Regions from separate parts of the Mus musculus genome. Here regions 1 and 2 are each linked to region 3. The links are chromatin contacts, called in public HiChIP or PLAC-seq maps. All regions are on one chromosome and are shown on one strand. Each heading gives the region's core, a stretch centred on a gene start, on an enhancer-like site or on the middle of the called end of the contact. The rest is flanking DNA. Distances are from core to core; before and after follow the strand shown.

Evidence for each region. HiChIP or PLAC-seq counts read pairs in DNA pulled down with a chosen protein or histone mark.
Region 1: an H3K27ac HiChIP or PLAC-seq map of microglia shows a contact between it and region 3, with 5 times the contacts expected there. The contact joins two enhancer-like sites.
Region 2: an H3K27ac HiChIP or PLAC-seq map of microglia shows a contact between it and region 3, with 5 times the contacts expected there. The contact joins two enhancer-like sites. A contact is called at or near these places in 5 of 484 Hi-C or Micro-C datasets (the N1E-115 cell line, adipose-derived mesenchymal stem cells, immediate neuronal precursor and 2 more) and 2 of 115 datasets of contacts at active chromatin or transcription factors (forebrain and microglia).

The regions. Positions count from the first base shown.
Region 1 is chr1:62,718,114-62,722,832 of GRCm38.p6, forward strand. It overlaps Nrp2 (neuropilin 2), which reads left to right. Exons shown (of 17, transcript NM_001077404.1): 2 at 817-994. It overlaps Gm29083 (a long non-coding RNA gene), which reads right to left and starts at 74. Exons shown (of 2, transcript XR_865478.2): 1 at 1-74. Within about 2 kb of position 3,413, at least 94 of the 459 cell types and tissues checked have an H3K27ac peak or open chromatin away from gene starts, as enhancers often do. A contact at or near this core is called in microglia, where this site is marked.
Region 2 is chr1:62,677,295-62,681,732 of GRCm38.p6, forward strand. No RefSeq gene overlaps it. Among named protein-coding and RNA genes, the nearest start is that of Nrp2, 24 kb to the right of the region's middle. Within about 2 kb of position 2,362, at least 69 of the 459 cell types and tissues checked have an H3K27ac peak or open chromatin away from gene starts, as enhancers often do. A contact at or near this core is called in microglia, where this site is marked.
Region 3 is chr1:62,227,804-62,232,471 of GRCm38.p6, forward strand. It overlaps Pard3b (par-3 family cell polarity regulator beta), which reads left to right. Exons shown (of 23, transcript NM_001081050.2): 14 at 2,376-2,475. Among named protein-coding and RNA genes, the nearest start is that of Pard3bos2, 94 kb to the left of the region's middle. Within about 2 kb of position 1,593, at least 9 of the 459 cell types and tissues checked have an H3K27ac peak or open chromatin away from gene starts, as enhancers often do. A contact at or near this core is called in microglia, where this site is marked.

The DNA of each region.
Region 1 (4,719 bases), core at 2,163-4,662, 490 kb after region 3:
GAGCCAGAGGGACAGTGGGCAGAAATGGAAGAGAAAAGCGAAGGCGGCTGGTTGCTCAACACAAAGCACCTTTGTGCAAATACTGAGATTGGAGCCAGCGGATTCTTCCATTCAGATTCTTCCATTGGGTGCATAATGAAATAATAAATCAAATTTGTGGTGTGTGTGGAATTAAACGTTTTGGGGGGAGTTTCTTTAAAAATAAGCTGAAATCACCCTCTAGGGCCTGTTCTGGCCCAAAGCTGAAAGTGCGTCTTTGCACCTCTCATAATTGTTGCCAGGCTTGCTCATGGGGTTGTACCACAAAACCACGATTGTCAGTTCCTGGAGCCCGGCTGCTGGCTGACTATGCTGGGCTGAGAGACACCAACTAAAACGAAGGATTTATGAGACAATGATAGAGATGGGAGGCTTGAAGGAAGAGAGGAAGATGGGCCAAGAAAGGGAGACAGGAAAAGGCAGGGAGGAGTCTTAAGTGTGCACTCTTGTTTTCATAATCTCTAGCCATAGAATGGAACCATTTATGATCATTTTCTGGAGTGTGTGTGTGTATCTGTATCTATGTGCCTGTGTGTGTCTATGTTTGTGATTCTGTGTGTGCCTATGTGTGTGTGTGTCTGTGTTTCTATGTGTGTGTGTGTGCGTGTTTGTGTGGATGTCTCTGTCTTGGGAGGGGGAGTAGGAGGAGAGGAGAGTTGAAATAGTCTCCTGGGTTGCCATAAAAGGTTCTCAAACAGTTGTAATCAGCTACTGGGAGGGAGGAGTTGTAGAGGGAAGGCTATCTCTGAAGTTCTTTGGTGGTGTTCTCACTTCCAGATCCACCCTGCGGAGGTCGGCTGAATTCCAAAGATGCTGGCTACATCACTTCCCCAGGCTACCCCCAGGACTATCCCTCCCACCAGAACTGTGAGTGGATTGTCTACGCCCCCGAACCCAACCAGAAGATTGTTCTCAACTTCAACCCTCACTTTGAAATCGAGAAACACGACTGCAAGTAAGCACAGCCCTGCTGACTGGGGACGCACACACAGGGCCACTGCTCTGATATTCTGTCCTTTCTCTCACTGAAGGGCAGTTGTGGGCCCTAGCCACAGAGGGCCACTTAAACATGGCATTAGCTTCTAGGAGAGGTAGGGTGGATTTGATTCTGTGGTATTGTAAAGAATCTTTTGGAATGAGGTACAGAAAACAGTGGTACCCTGTCTGTAGAAGTTGGCAGTGGAAAGAGTTTCCATTGGGGCAAGAAGCAGACTACAAACCCCGCTTCTTGTATCTGTGACTTAGCTTCCTTTGGAGGGCTCCCCCATTTTGATTGCTGCCTTATCAGGAACCCTACAAGCTTCCCTAATAAAATGGTAGCTGGGTCCTCAAATATATCCAGCAATAGGGATTGGCTTATTGCTTTCCAAAGGCGCTGCTCATTGCAGAGTTAAAAATACAGAGTTGGTGAAGGATGGGTTAAGACTCCAATTGATTCTTGATGTCCATGCTGCACAGGTTACTCTCAAAGATGCAGGTATAGATTCCTTCTACAAACAGTTCTAATTGCTTTACAATTAAGCCACTCAGTTCTTGCTGTAGCCCTGGGAAGCTGGTGCCATCATGATCTTCATTTTGACAAGAGGACACTAAAACACAGAGAGGTTAAGTCAGTTACTCAAGATGGCCTCAGCTGGTCTTATAACAGGACATCTGTTCAGCCACCTTGGAGATGCAGACAGTCAGAGAAATGCTCGTAAGATGCTGTGCGCACTCGGGAAAACAGGCTGGCTGAGTAGTCTCTAGACCTCTGTCCTGTGTGCTTGCCTCATGAATCAAAAGTGAAAGTGTTCATAAAAGACTATGGCACTGGCAGTTTTGGTCTTTGTACCATACGTTCTGGTGACTGTTCAGTATCCACACGACACCTAAACACTCCGAGCATTCCTGTGACCAAGGAGTTGGGAGTCCTGGATAATTAATAAGGAGACAGCTGGTGGGACAGGTATAAGAGAGCAGGTGACACTCCTGGCCCCTAATGTAGAGCAGGCTTCAGTCCAGGCCAGTGCTTCCTCTGACGGACTCAAGGCTCCTCTGTAACTAGTACTAGACCCCGAGGCCTGGCAAGCTGCTGTCCTTATTATACTCTCAGGACCACTTTGCACCTACAGAATGGTTTCCTTCTAACAGGAGGTAGTCTGTGCTGAAAACCAAAGAGTTTCCCGGATGGATGCCACATGTGACTAAGAGTCACAGGATGGGGTTTCTAATTCCAGGACCAGTCTTGGCTGCCTGGATGACATAGCACATCAGTTCCTCCTTTGTCTGTCTTACACAGACACACTGGACACATTGACTCAGCATCCCAGGATTCCACTTCCCCAGCAGCAAAGCTGACAAAGAATTTGGGTTTGAGCAGCTCTGTAAAAGGACTTTTGGGTCCCAGCGTCTTTGGCATCAACTGAGACATAATGCACAGAGTGCTTGAGAGCGGGCTCAGAGGAACTTGACTAAGCACCTCTCCGGACAGAGGGCCAAATTCGGTTCTGCTGATCCCAGTGCAATCTCGAGGGGAAATTGCTAAGAGGCCATTTTATGGATATTCACTATGACAGGGGAAAGGGGCCTTGCTTTTTAGAAGGTTGGATTCAGACAGCAATGAGCAAAGCCCCAGATATATTGTGTAGAGTAAAAGGCTAGGGACGCACTCTGCAGCCCCGGGATCCAACCCACAGGGCTGCAGAACTTGGTGTGGAGCAGAAGGACTCATACCTCACCTTTGCTGGAGTCTGAAGAGAGGAAACAGGCAAGTTACAGGCTCTCTTCCCGGCTTCTCAGGCCTTCCTAACTAGCTTCCTGTTTTTCTCCACATGCCTCATCCTTGCTGCTGGCTGCAGCCTAAAAGGTCACAGAGGTCAGAAAGAAAATCTTTCTGGAATCTATTTCCCCCTAGTGTCAAATTGTCTGCAAGGCTCCTCTAGGCCCACTTACCCTCGCTCTCGGTCCTCACCCACCCCGCCACCGCTCCCCCACACCCCATCCTCTGTCTCTCTCATTAATTTTTATATTTAGAAGGCCGTATCTGGTCCCACTTGCCCTCATTTGCATGCAGAACAAGGGGCTTGCCCGATTTACTTTCTTGAGAAAGGAACACTTCATCTCATTAAATCCTGGAAGGTTTTTCTTGTTCTTACACTCTTTTTGACTCCTTCTTTTCCACGCTGCATTTTTTTTTAAATAGCATTTGCTATCAAAGGAAATCCGTCCCCTCTTTCTTCGCATTTTGGGGACATGCTCAATTGTTTTACCTCAAAGTTTATGAAGCAGGTACCTCTCCCAACAGAAAATTGCCTCTGCTGCCCATCTCTGAGTGAGCAATAGCTTGGAGAAGAAAGAGGAAATGAAAGGGTACAGCCTACATGCCTGCCCGAGTTGTCTCTTCTGCTTTCTCTGCATGAAATGAACTACAAAAAAAATGGCCCTCTGACCTAAGACCAGGGCCCTTATAGGGAAGATTATTCTGGTCTGTGGTACCTAAGCCTTTTCCTCTCTGTACCTTAAAGTCTCCATTCCAGAAGGTCAAGGCAACCCCCAGACAGATCTTTTCCTGACCACCGCTTGTTCATTTTGTTCCACTGAATCTTGCTGTCTGCTTGGAAAATTTCACTCACAAGCGTCAGCCGTTCTGTGCCAGTGCAATCCGAAGCCACCCTTTCTCTTAGCTTTGCCTGCCTCCTCCCTTGGGCTATCCACAGGGAACCAACCCCTAAGCACCAGCATGCTGTCCTGGGGACTGGGGAGCAGCTACAGGCAGAAGCAAAGGCCGTTGTGGCATTGACAGCTACCTGTGTCAAGGGACAGAAAGACAGGACTCAGGGCTGTCTGGGCAAACAGAAAGAAGTCACTTCATCCCCCTGGGAGCAGAAGATACCAGGAGGCTGCTGCCTTGGCAGACAGAGAGAAGCCATTCGCTTGAGTCATCAGCCAGAGGGTTCAGCGTTATGGTTTTAGAAACATACACACAAGACTGGGTATTTTTCCACTTCTAAACTGTGAACTGTATGAACTCTTAAAAACATTCACCAACATGCTGTCCTATACAACTTACTCACCAGTCTTCAAGCAGGCTTGGTGTGCATGTGCTTACACACACACACACACACACACACACACACACACACACCCATTGTAGAGGTCCAATCAAAGGTAACTAAAATCAAGACCTAGTTCCTAGAAAGAACAAGTATGTAGCAGATAGGTATCTTGAAAATATCTTGGGGAAATTTGAAAACTAGGAAGTTGTGAACATACATTTCTTAGGCCACCTCACAAGTAAGTCTACGTAGATTCAGAACAAAACTACCTCATTCCTGTCAAAGTGAAGCCCATTGAGGAACAATCTCTCCGGGCAGAGTCCCTCCGTGGAAGTCCTGAACATTTTAAAGCCTCACTTCCATGTTTTCTTAAACAAAACCAACAAACGTTGAGGAGAGTCATTTTTTGTTCTTGATGATTTAGGATGGTAATTCTAGACTTCACTCCTTCGTGCACGATGAAGGCCGATCAATGTCCTCTTTGGATCTGATTGGCTCTTGAGGATGGATGCACTTGAATGCAGTACCGGCAAAGCCCAGAAGAGGGCGCCAGATTCCCCTGAAGCCACAGCTAACAAGCAGTTGTGAGCTTTTGAATGGCTGTGCTGTGAACTGGGCTCGCCGCAGAGCCATCTCCTCAGTCTAC
Region 2 (4,438 bases), core at 1,112-3,611, 450 kb after region 3:
TACAGACTCTCACCTAAGCAGACTAAATTCCTAAGTTCCTTGGAGTCCCGGGACCAAGATGGCGACCGCTGCTGCTGTGGCTTAGGTCGCCTCCCCAGCCGGGCGGGCACCTGTCCTCTGGTCCGGAAGGTGGCCGGCTGTCCCCGGCCCACACAGGGTGCTGCCTCAGCGCCTCTGTGCTTCTGCCTGTTCCAGAAGCTGTCAGGTTCTCTGGCGCACCCTCTCACCTGTTCAGACTAATTTCCTAAGTTCGGCGGGTCCCGGACCCGAAGATACATCTTTGAAGGGCACATCTTTTCCCTGCCCCCCTCCCGTTGCTCTCTCTTACTGCTTCCTGAATTCCAGATGGTAGACAGCCTTGCACTAAAGCACTCTTCAATCATGTGCTCTGGGTTGTCACAGGCCAACAGCAGCAGAGCCAAATGACCATGGACTGAACCCTCTGAAAACCATAAGCCAAAATAAAGTTTGTCACCATGATGAAAACTAACAGCACAGGAACCTGAGTGGGCCACCCAGAGAGAGTCCTCACATCTGTGCTAGAGCTAAGGAGATACGAATATCCCCGTGCGCTGGCAACCTGAAGACGGGAGGGCTAACCTGAGCATCTCTGGTCCTGATTCTCAATCTATGAAGTCAAGGGAAGGAGGACGGTTGGGAGTGTTACATGAAGCTCTCTTCACACGAAAGGGAGGAGGTGAGTTGTCTCACTCCTTACATGGCTGCACCTGGGATAACATGCTACAACACTTGTGTGCAAGGGTATAAGCATGTCAGGAGTCACCTTGAGCAAACTTAGGGTCGAAGAAGTGACGGGGGATTGACCAACAGACTTTGCATTTAGGCTGCATAAGTATCTCTGCCCATCTTAATGTGTCAAGGTTCAGCCCAGACTCAGTGTCTGCTGGCTGTTGTGAGAATGTTGGGCTCAGCACCAGCCAAGCTTCTGAGTTGTGACTATTTTTGGAGTGTGAAATCTGATTGATACTGATAAATACTACCATAGGGCTGGGAATTCAGGTTAGTGGTAGGACACTAACCTAGCATGTGCAAGGTCCTACGTTGCTCTCCAGCATCTTAACAAACAACAAATGGCATGGAATTTCACACTTAAACATAGTGTGAACATCACAGAGCTTGCCCACTGTGCCCTATTGCCTAAGAACGAGTGTATCTCAAAGACAGCAGACACCCTAGCACCAAACCTTTGCTCCTTCAGTTAGGGGCAGAGGAAAGACAGAGGTCCCTCGACAATAAGGAATCCAGAAGGGCTTGGGACAGGAAGCAGGAGCTTAGAGGACCGTAAAGCACAGAGGATCTGAAAGACAGCTTCATAGTCCCAAACAGAGTTATGGGCTTTTATTCATACACACAGGGAGATAAAGGGTTCTCATTGCTGGCCAGAATCTGCCTGCTTCCCCCAGACTCACACCCTCCATTGTCCTTAGCCATTCAGATAGTTTAAGGCAGGGCAGCTGAGAAGCTGAGTCACCAGTCTGGGAGGACACCCTTATCCTTCTTTCCTTACTTCCCCTTTGCACCCCTCCCCTCACTAATTGTTTCCAGGGCTAATGCTGGGGGCAGAGTTGTCCAAAGGCCTGCTCTGTTCTCCACCCTGCCCCCAAGCCCCTCTTGAGCTGGAACTAGCTCTTCACAGCCCTTCTAAAAGGGCCTTTCATCCCCTCCTTATCCCACCACCAAAACCTCAGAAGGAAAGAGACTTCAAAGTACTAGGGCCCAGTTTGATTGCCAGTATGTGGCAGGTCTCTCACCAGTGGGGGCGAGAAGGAAGTACAGGCCCACCATCACTGGGGTTCCTCCTTTTCGGCTCCTGCCAGTGGAGTTGTCATCTGCTCATAGTAACACTGTGAGCTTCCCTTTTTGGATCCTTCCATTCTTGCTTCTGCTAGAGAAACAAAGGCTTCAAAGGAGGGCTCCCCTACAGCTCTGACACACCCTCCAGCTCTGTGGAGGGTCCTCTTTGAGCGGCACAAGCAGCAAGGCCGACTTGAGCTTCCTGTGGGTCTAGAAACCAAGAAGTTAAGTCCTTGGCATGGCTCCTGGATTTTTCCATGTTCCCGCCCCTCCTGATTAGAACCCTGTTTCCGAGAGCACACATACTTAAGGAGGGTCTCTTCTACAAGCCCGATGCCAAAGTGACATCTGATGATGATGATGATGGCAAAGTGAATGAAATGAAGACATCACCACCCCAAGGGATGGTGGAGGGGAAGGATTTTTATTGCAGTTATGAGGGACAGTGCAGTCAGAGGCATCTGGAAGAGAAAGTACTGGACTGAACACTACCAGTAGGCTGACCTAGGCCACAGAGGGTAGGGTTGAGAGAGGAAGAGGAGAGGGAGCAAAGGAAACTGAGAATGGACCAAGACAACCAAGAGATTGCGTGGCCAAAACGGCAGGGTAATACAGGAAGGAGAAGCTGGGGGAAGGGCAGCCCATGAACCATACAAGTTTAGAGTAGGAGGTGGGGTAAGAAAAGCTGAGAGGAGCCTCTGGTATTCAGGGAGCCTTAAGGCCAGCTTGCACTGTGGCATGCTAACAGTCACCACAGTTAGACAGTTAGCCATTTTCCTGAGTTTCTCTTGGACATGGTACAAGTGTCATGTTAAAACCACCTGATCTGAGACAAAATTTGGAGCTGTGACAAAAAGATGGACCATCTAGTGATTGCCATATGCAGGGATCCATCCCATAATCAGCTTCCAAACGCTGACACCATTGCACACACTAGCAAAATTTTGCTGAAAGGACCCAGATATAGCTCTCTCTTGTGAGACTATGCCGGGGCCTAGCAAATACAGAAGTGGATGATCACAGTCAGCTATTGGATGGGTCACACGGCCCCCAATGCAGGAGCTAGAGATATTACCCAAGGAGCTAAAGGGAACTGCAACCCTATAGGTGGAACAACAATATGAACTAACCAGTACCCCAGGGCTCTTGTCTCTAGCTGCATATGCACTCAAAAGATGGCCTAGTCGGCCATCACTGCAAAGAGAGGCCCATTGGACTTGCCAACTTTAGATGCCCCAGTACAGGGGAACGCCAGGGCCAAAAAGGGGGAAGTGGGTGGGTAGGGGATTGGGGGGGTGGATATGGGGGACCTTTGGGATAGCATTGAAAATGTAAACGAGGAAAATACCTAATAAAAAAAAATTGATGATGAAAAAAAAAACCACCTGATCTTTTGTTTGTTTGTTTGTTTGTTTTATTCAATCCATTCTGTATATTGAAATTGAGATGATTTTCAGCTTATAAATGTTAAAAGAACTATAGTGTGGTCCTTAAGTCCCATCAGTATTACATACTGACTATCAGCCAAGTTTTCTTCCTTTCTTCATCATCTCATCTTAAGTGAGAGAGTGATTCAGCAGAATTGAGGGACAGAAGCCTGTCCTCAGCCTGCCGAGCCCAAGCAATGTGGTGCTTGAAGCTTAAGAGTGTAAACTATCACCAAACTGCAGCAAATTGGCTGGATTCTTGAACAATGGATTTCTGATCCATTTGGAGCCATTCTTTGCAACATTAGTGACCTGAGTGAGGCTGGAAGGTGAATCAGTCATTAGGAGTAACTGACCTTCTGTTTCATGAGCCAACCAGGGGACGAAAGACAAATCTTACCTTATTTGTTATTCCTGGGGTTTCTGTTTGACGTTTTGTTTTGTTTTTCTGCCCTAAATCTAGCTGTTACTAGATTGTGCTTGGAGGAAACCTGATAAACTTGAATAAACCTGGTAAAATGGTGTGGCTCTTCCTTAACTCTCAACTAACTTTCTAAGAGCCGGGACAACTTGTCACTCTTCAGCTCACTTACTGCTCCCACTTAGCTACCCCACCATGCCTAGCACACTTCTTGAACAAGGTCATGTTGTGCATACATTGCATACATTGTGCCATCTCTGGAACCTCAAGTGCCTTTGTCCAACATCATGCGAATGCCTCCTGGAGTCCACACCCTTCGCAGTCTGTCATTCGTAGTTTCAGAAATAAGGGAATTGACACAAATCAAGCCTGAACGCTTCCACTTATTATTAGTTGGGTGACATGTGCCCATTTCTTTACCAAATAGGCAAGGTAGTTGTTTACCTTCTAAAATAAAGTAAATTTGGTGTTTAGGAAGGGTCATAAGTTTTCAAGGTCCTGTTGGATGGGTCATTGTGAAGTGACAGTGGGCAGTTCTGTGCCTAGCGGAACTGGTTCTGTCTTGCCCACATCTCCCCTCTTGTCTTTGCTGAGAGAAGCCATCATCTGCTTGCCAGGCTTGGTAACGACGTCCCGAATGAGAGTAGCATTTCGCCAGCAGCCCCTGCCACCCCTCCTCTTTGCCCCTCAATGTAGTGCACTGTCATTTGGAGAGCCTGAAGACAGATCGGTGCCCAGATCCCACCTCCCCTTAGGGGATCAGAATCGAAAACTG
Region 3 (4,668 bases), core at 343-2,842:
GTTTCTTGTTTCCACCCTCATTCCTAGGAGCATGTCAGCTCTGCTTCCAACCCCTCCATTCCAGGATATTTCCTGGAGTAGAGTTGTAGCAATCTCTTGTTAGCTGTGTTTGGTAGAGTTTTCTATAGAACCAGAACAGACAATAATATTTTTAGATAGATAGATAGATAGATAGATAGATAGATAGATAGATAGATAGATAGATAGATAGATAGATAGATAGAACCATTTATATGTGTGTATATATATATATATATATATATATATATATATATATATATATACATACATATATAGAGAAAGATAGATAATAAGGAATTGCCTAACATTATTGTGAAGCCTGACAAACCACAAGATCTTCTGTGTTAATCAACAAGTTGAGACCCAGCAGAAATGTGCAGAGTTCTAGTCTAAATCTAATGACTAGAACTAGTAAATCTAATGGTAAAATTTGCATCCATAGCCACCAGGCCTGAAAATGCAAAAGAGCTACTATTTCAGTTCAAGTGCAAAGACAAAATAAAGCCATGAACCAGTTTGAAGACAGCCAAGAAGAGAGAATTCTCTCCTATTAAGGAAAGACACTGCTTTGTTCTACACAAGCCTTTAAGATGGCATAAGAACCATGTGCCAGGGCTGGAGAGATCATTCAGTACTGAAGATCACTTTTCAGGTTTGAAAAGAGCCCAGGTTAGATTCGCAAGCCCAGGTAGTGGTTCGAAACCATCCAAAATTTCATCTCCAGAGTATCTAGGATATCCAACGCTCATCATAAAGCCCCCTCCCCAAAATCTTAATAAAACCTTTTTAAGAGTCACATGTCATAGGAATAACAATCATTAACTATCTGTAGGATCTAGTTTACTGATTAGCTCGTTCAGGGAAACCCCTAAAACTCCCAGAGGGCCATGCAGATGCCACCCCACCTGGCAGATAACACAGGTAGGTGCTCTTGCAACCTACAACTCTTGAGAATGAAAAAGTTTTTCTCTTCTAGTCTTGTGGGGAAAATCAGGCCCGCAATGTGTCAAATATTTCACGCCATTAGATAAACAGTGGAATTTACCTTTTTTAGCATGGTAACATTTTATATGTTAGTGGTAGCACGTTATTTGTAGGAGTCACTGTGCTGCCTGATTTAGTCTACCTCCTTTCTCATCACAGGCTGTATGTTCCATTTCATATTGTTTGTTGTTGCTGTTGTTGTTTGGTTTGGTTTGTCTGTTTTTACAAGAGAGTTTCTCTAAGTAGTGCTGGCTGCTCTGGGCTCTCAGTGTATACACCAGGATGGCCTCAAGCTCTCTAAGGTGCTTTTGCTTCTGTCGTCCAAGGACTGGATTAAAGGTGTGGGTGCCCGCATGCCCAGTCTCTACATGGTCATTTTATTTTATTTTGTGGCGCTTGATGTAGGGGACAGGATTTTGTGCATGTTAGGCAAAGGCTCTTCCACTCAGCTTCATCCCCCCACCACAGGGAAGGTATTCATAGTATCATTTTCTATATTTAAACTTTGAGGATTGGAGAAGTTGGGTAATGGTCTCAGATTCACAGGACAATAGGAGCCAAATGTAGGGGAAAAAAAAAAAAAGGGAAGTCCTGCCGCAAACAGAACAAAAAACAAACAAGTAAAAGAGGAAGAAAAAAAACCCTTTGTTCTAACCAGAACATTCTATCGTTCCTTTCATCCGTCATTGTATTAAAGGAAAAAATATTCAGAATGAACAATATGATTAGTGAGCACCCACAGGGTTTCCTCAGAACTCACTTCTGTTAGTAACAGTGGTGGTCAGGGTGAATGTTATTTTACACTACCAAATAGCCTGGAGAAGAATGTCACATTTTGTCAAGTAGAAAAATCCAAATTCAGACTCCTGTCCTTTGCTTCCAAGGCCTTCCTATGGTTCAGATAGAAAAAGTGGATCTTCCCCCCTCCCCCAACCCACCCCCTGCTTTGTCTAAACACTGAACAGTATCCCAGGTCTCAAGACATTTTCCCACTTTTCCCACTCAGGTAAATGTCAGAGTATTTATTTATAGAGTCACACTTTTAAAAATATTAAGGTATAAAAGACATGTTTTATGAGTCTCCTACAAATCAGGGATATTGATAAGCACTGGGCTTTCCCAGGTAACAAAAGGTCACGGAGATGTGTAGATTTATTCGCCATGGTGGATAGTGAGCAGGTCACCCACACAGACACCCATAGGAGGCACAGGTTATCTCAGCCAGGGAGCATTCTGGGCTCCTTCCATTCCAGGTGAAGGCCTATTGATTTCTAAGGTGGTTTATGTGTGAGAGATGGACTGAAATACAAGCAACGCCGGCTCCTTTTCCCTCTGGTTTACTACAGCTTCATTTGTTCCTTGTTTTATAGACCTATTGCTTCCCAGTGATGGGTGGGCTGAGAATGAAGTACCACCGTCCCCGCCACCACATCCTGCTCTGGAATGGGGCCTTGAAGATTTCAGTCACAGGTATCGATAAAATGATATATCATAAATGTTCCCTGTTATAGTTTTTCTGGGAAAACTCAGCAACCTTATTTTAACTCTATTTCTTTGCAGAATGGAAATCTCATAGTCTCCATTTTTCCTCCCCAGTGAAAGGTTTCTGTGACTAAGAACTTATATTGTTCATAACTTGGTTCCTGGAATTTTTTTTGAGAGTCATCTTATATAATTAACATCACTAAGAAAATAGCTGGGTTTCTCTTAAAATTTTGAAGATCAGAGTAGCAGAACTCAAAAAAAGAAGAAAAAATCCAACCTCGTACATAGGAAGATGCAAAGTAAAACCTAAGAAGCATAAAGTCTCAGGTTTTCTTTTTTCTTTACTTTGTAATTGGCAAACCTGAAAGGAATTTTAAAAATAGATGCTCCAAGAAAGTTAATGGAACCTAAAAATTAAAGCAGCACCATATAATCTAAAATATTGAAAAGGGTACCCAATATTATAGCCACTCTATAATAGAAACTAGAAAATCAATAACTTTTAGACTCACACAGGCACAAAAGCGGAAGATTTACTAAGCATACATACTATTTAACTAAGGGAATTCATAGATTTTGTTCTTCTGATGAGTTTTAAAAATCATTAAATTGTCTCTTTGCTATTTTCTGTATTTATTATGGCTGTTAAAAAACTGTGTATTTTATTCCATTCTGTTTCCCATGATAACGCTGGGAAATTTCTTCATTTTTCTTACAGCAACGCTGGTGTCATTTCTATTATGCTTTTTAATACAATGGGCTAAAAATAAGGCTACACAAGAGTATAGCCAACTCTATCAGAGGAAAGCCTGCCTATGTTGAACTACCTCTGATTTTTAGATTTTGAAATCAGTTATTCTCAAAACATTATCATGAAGAACACTGGGAATCACAGTGTGCTAAGCCAACACCCGGAGGGCTTTTTTAAAAGAACGTAGAATGTAGTTAGTTTTGTTTATTCTCTGCATTGTCTGTCTTGATCCTGAATCCAAAATGAGTTTGATGACATCCAAAAATCAATATTTTACGTGGTTTCATTCATTCTACTTTACAATTCCTTCTGTGTGTGCCACACAGTTCCATCAGGGTAGCACAAAGACGAATTCAGTAGAAAATAGATTGGCAAAAGCCTAAGCAAAAGCAACATTGTTGGAGGTATTCTAGGACCTGACCTTGAACTACAGGGCCACAGCAATAAAACAAAAACAAAACAAACAGGTTGGTGTTTATACGAAGTCAAACATGTCTGTCAAAAGAATAGGAGGGAGGACACCAAAATAAACCCACAAATCCATGGCCACCTAATTTTGACAAACATACTGAGAACATACACTAAAGAAAAAAGCTTATTCAGCAAATGGTGCTGGGAAAATGGAATCTCCAGGGAGAATGAATTTAGATCTGCATCTCTCACCCTTCTCAAAATACAATGCAAAACCGGTCAGAGGACTCAATCTCCAGCTCCAGACACTTGGACTGTTAGAGGAGAGCAGACCAAACATGCTTGAAGTTATGACACTTGCAAGCGCATTTTGACCAGGACTCCAAGAGCTCAGAAAATAGTCCCAAGAGTTGACAAATGGGAATGCTTAGAATTAAAAGTTTGTGGACATCAAGGGGAACTGTCTACAGAGAGAACAGACAGCATATGGAATGGGGAGTATCCCAGTCAGCTCTGTCCCAGACAGGCTGTGATGGGAAGAATACATTGATATCGAGAATATATGAAGATCTGCAAAAGATTAAGGACTAAAATCATACAGCTGCCTAATCAATATTAGGCTATTGAAATGAACAGACTGTATCAAAAGAAGAAACAAATAATCAACAAATAGCTCTTAAATGTTCAATATCATTCCCAACCAGGGAAATGTAAATTAAAGCCACCTGAGATTCTCTCTCACCCAGAACAAATTGAGAAAACAGGTGACAGCAAGTGACTGCAGGGCTATGGGCATGAGAAACCCCTGTCCACTGCTGAGGAAATACAAACTGGCACAACCATTTAAGAACTTGGTATGAAAACTTCTCTTTGCCATAGATGAAATCCACTAAAGAAAACCACAACCTATCCAAATAGAGAGTTATGGAGCCCAGTCCCAATGGGTACATCTACAAAAAACTCTTGCAATACAGGGAACATTGTGGAAGAGGGGGTGGAAAGATTGTAAGAGTCAG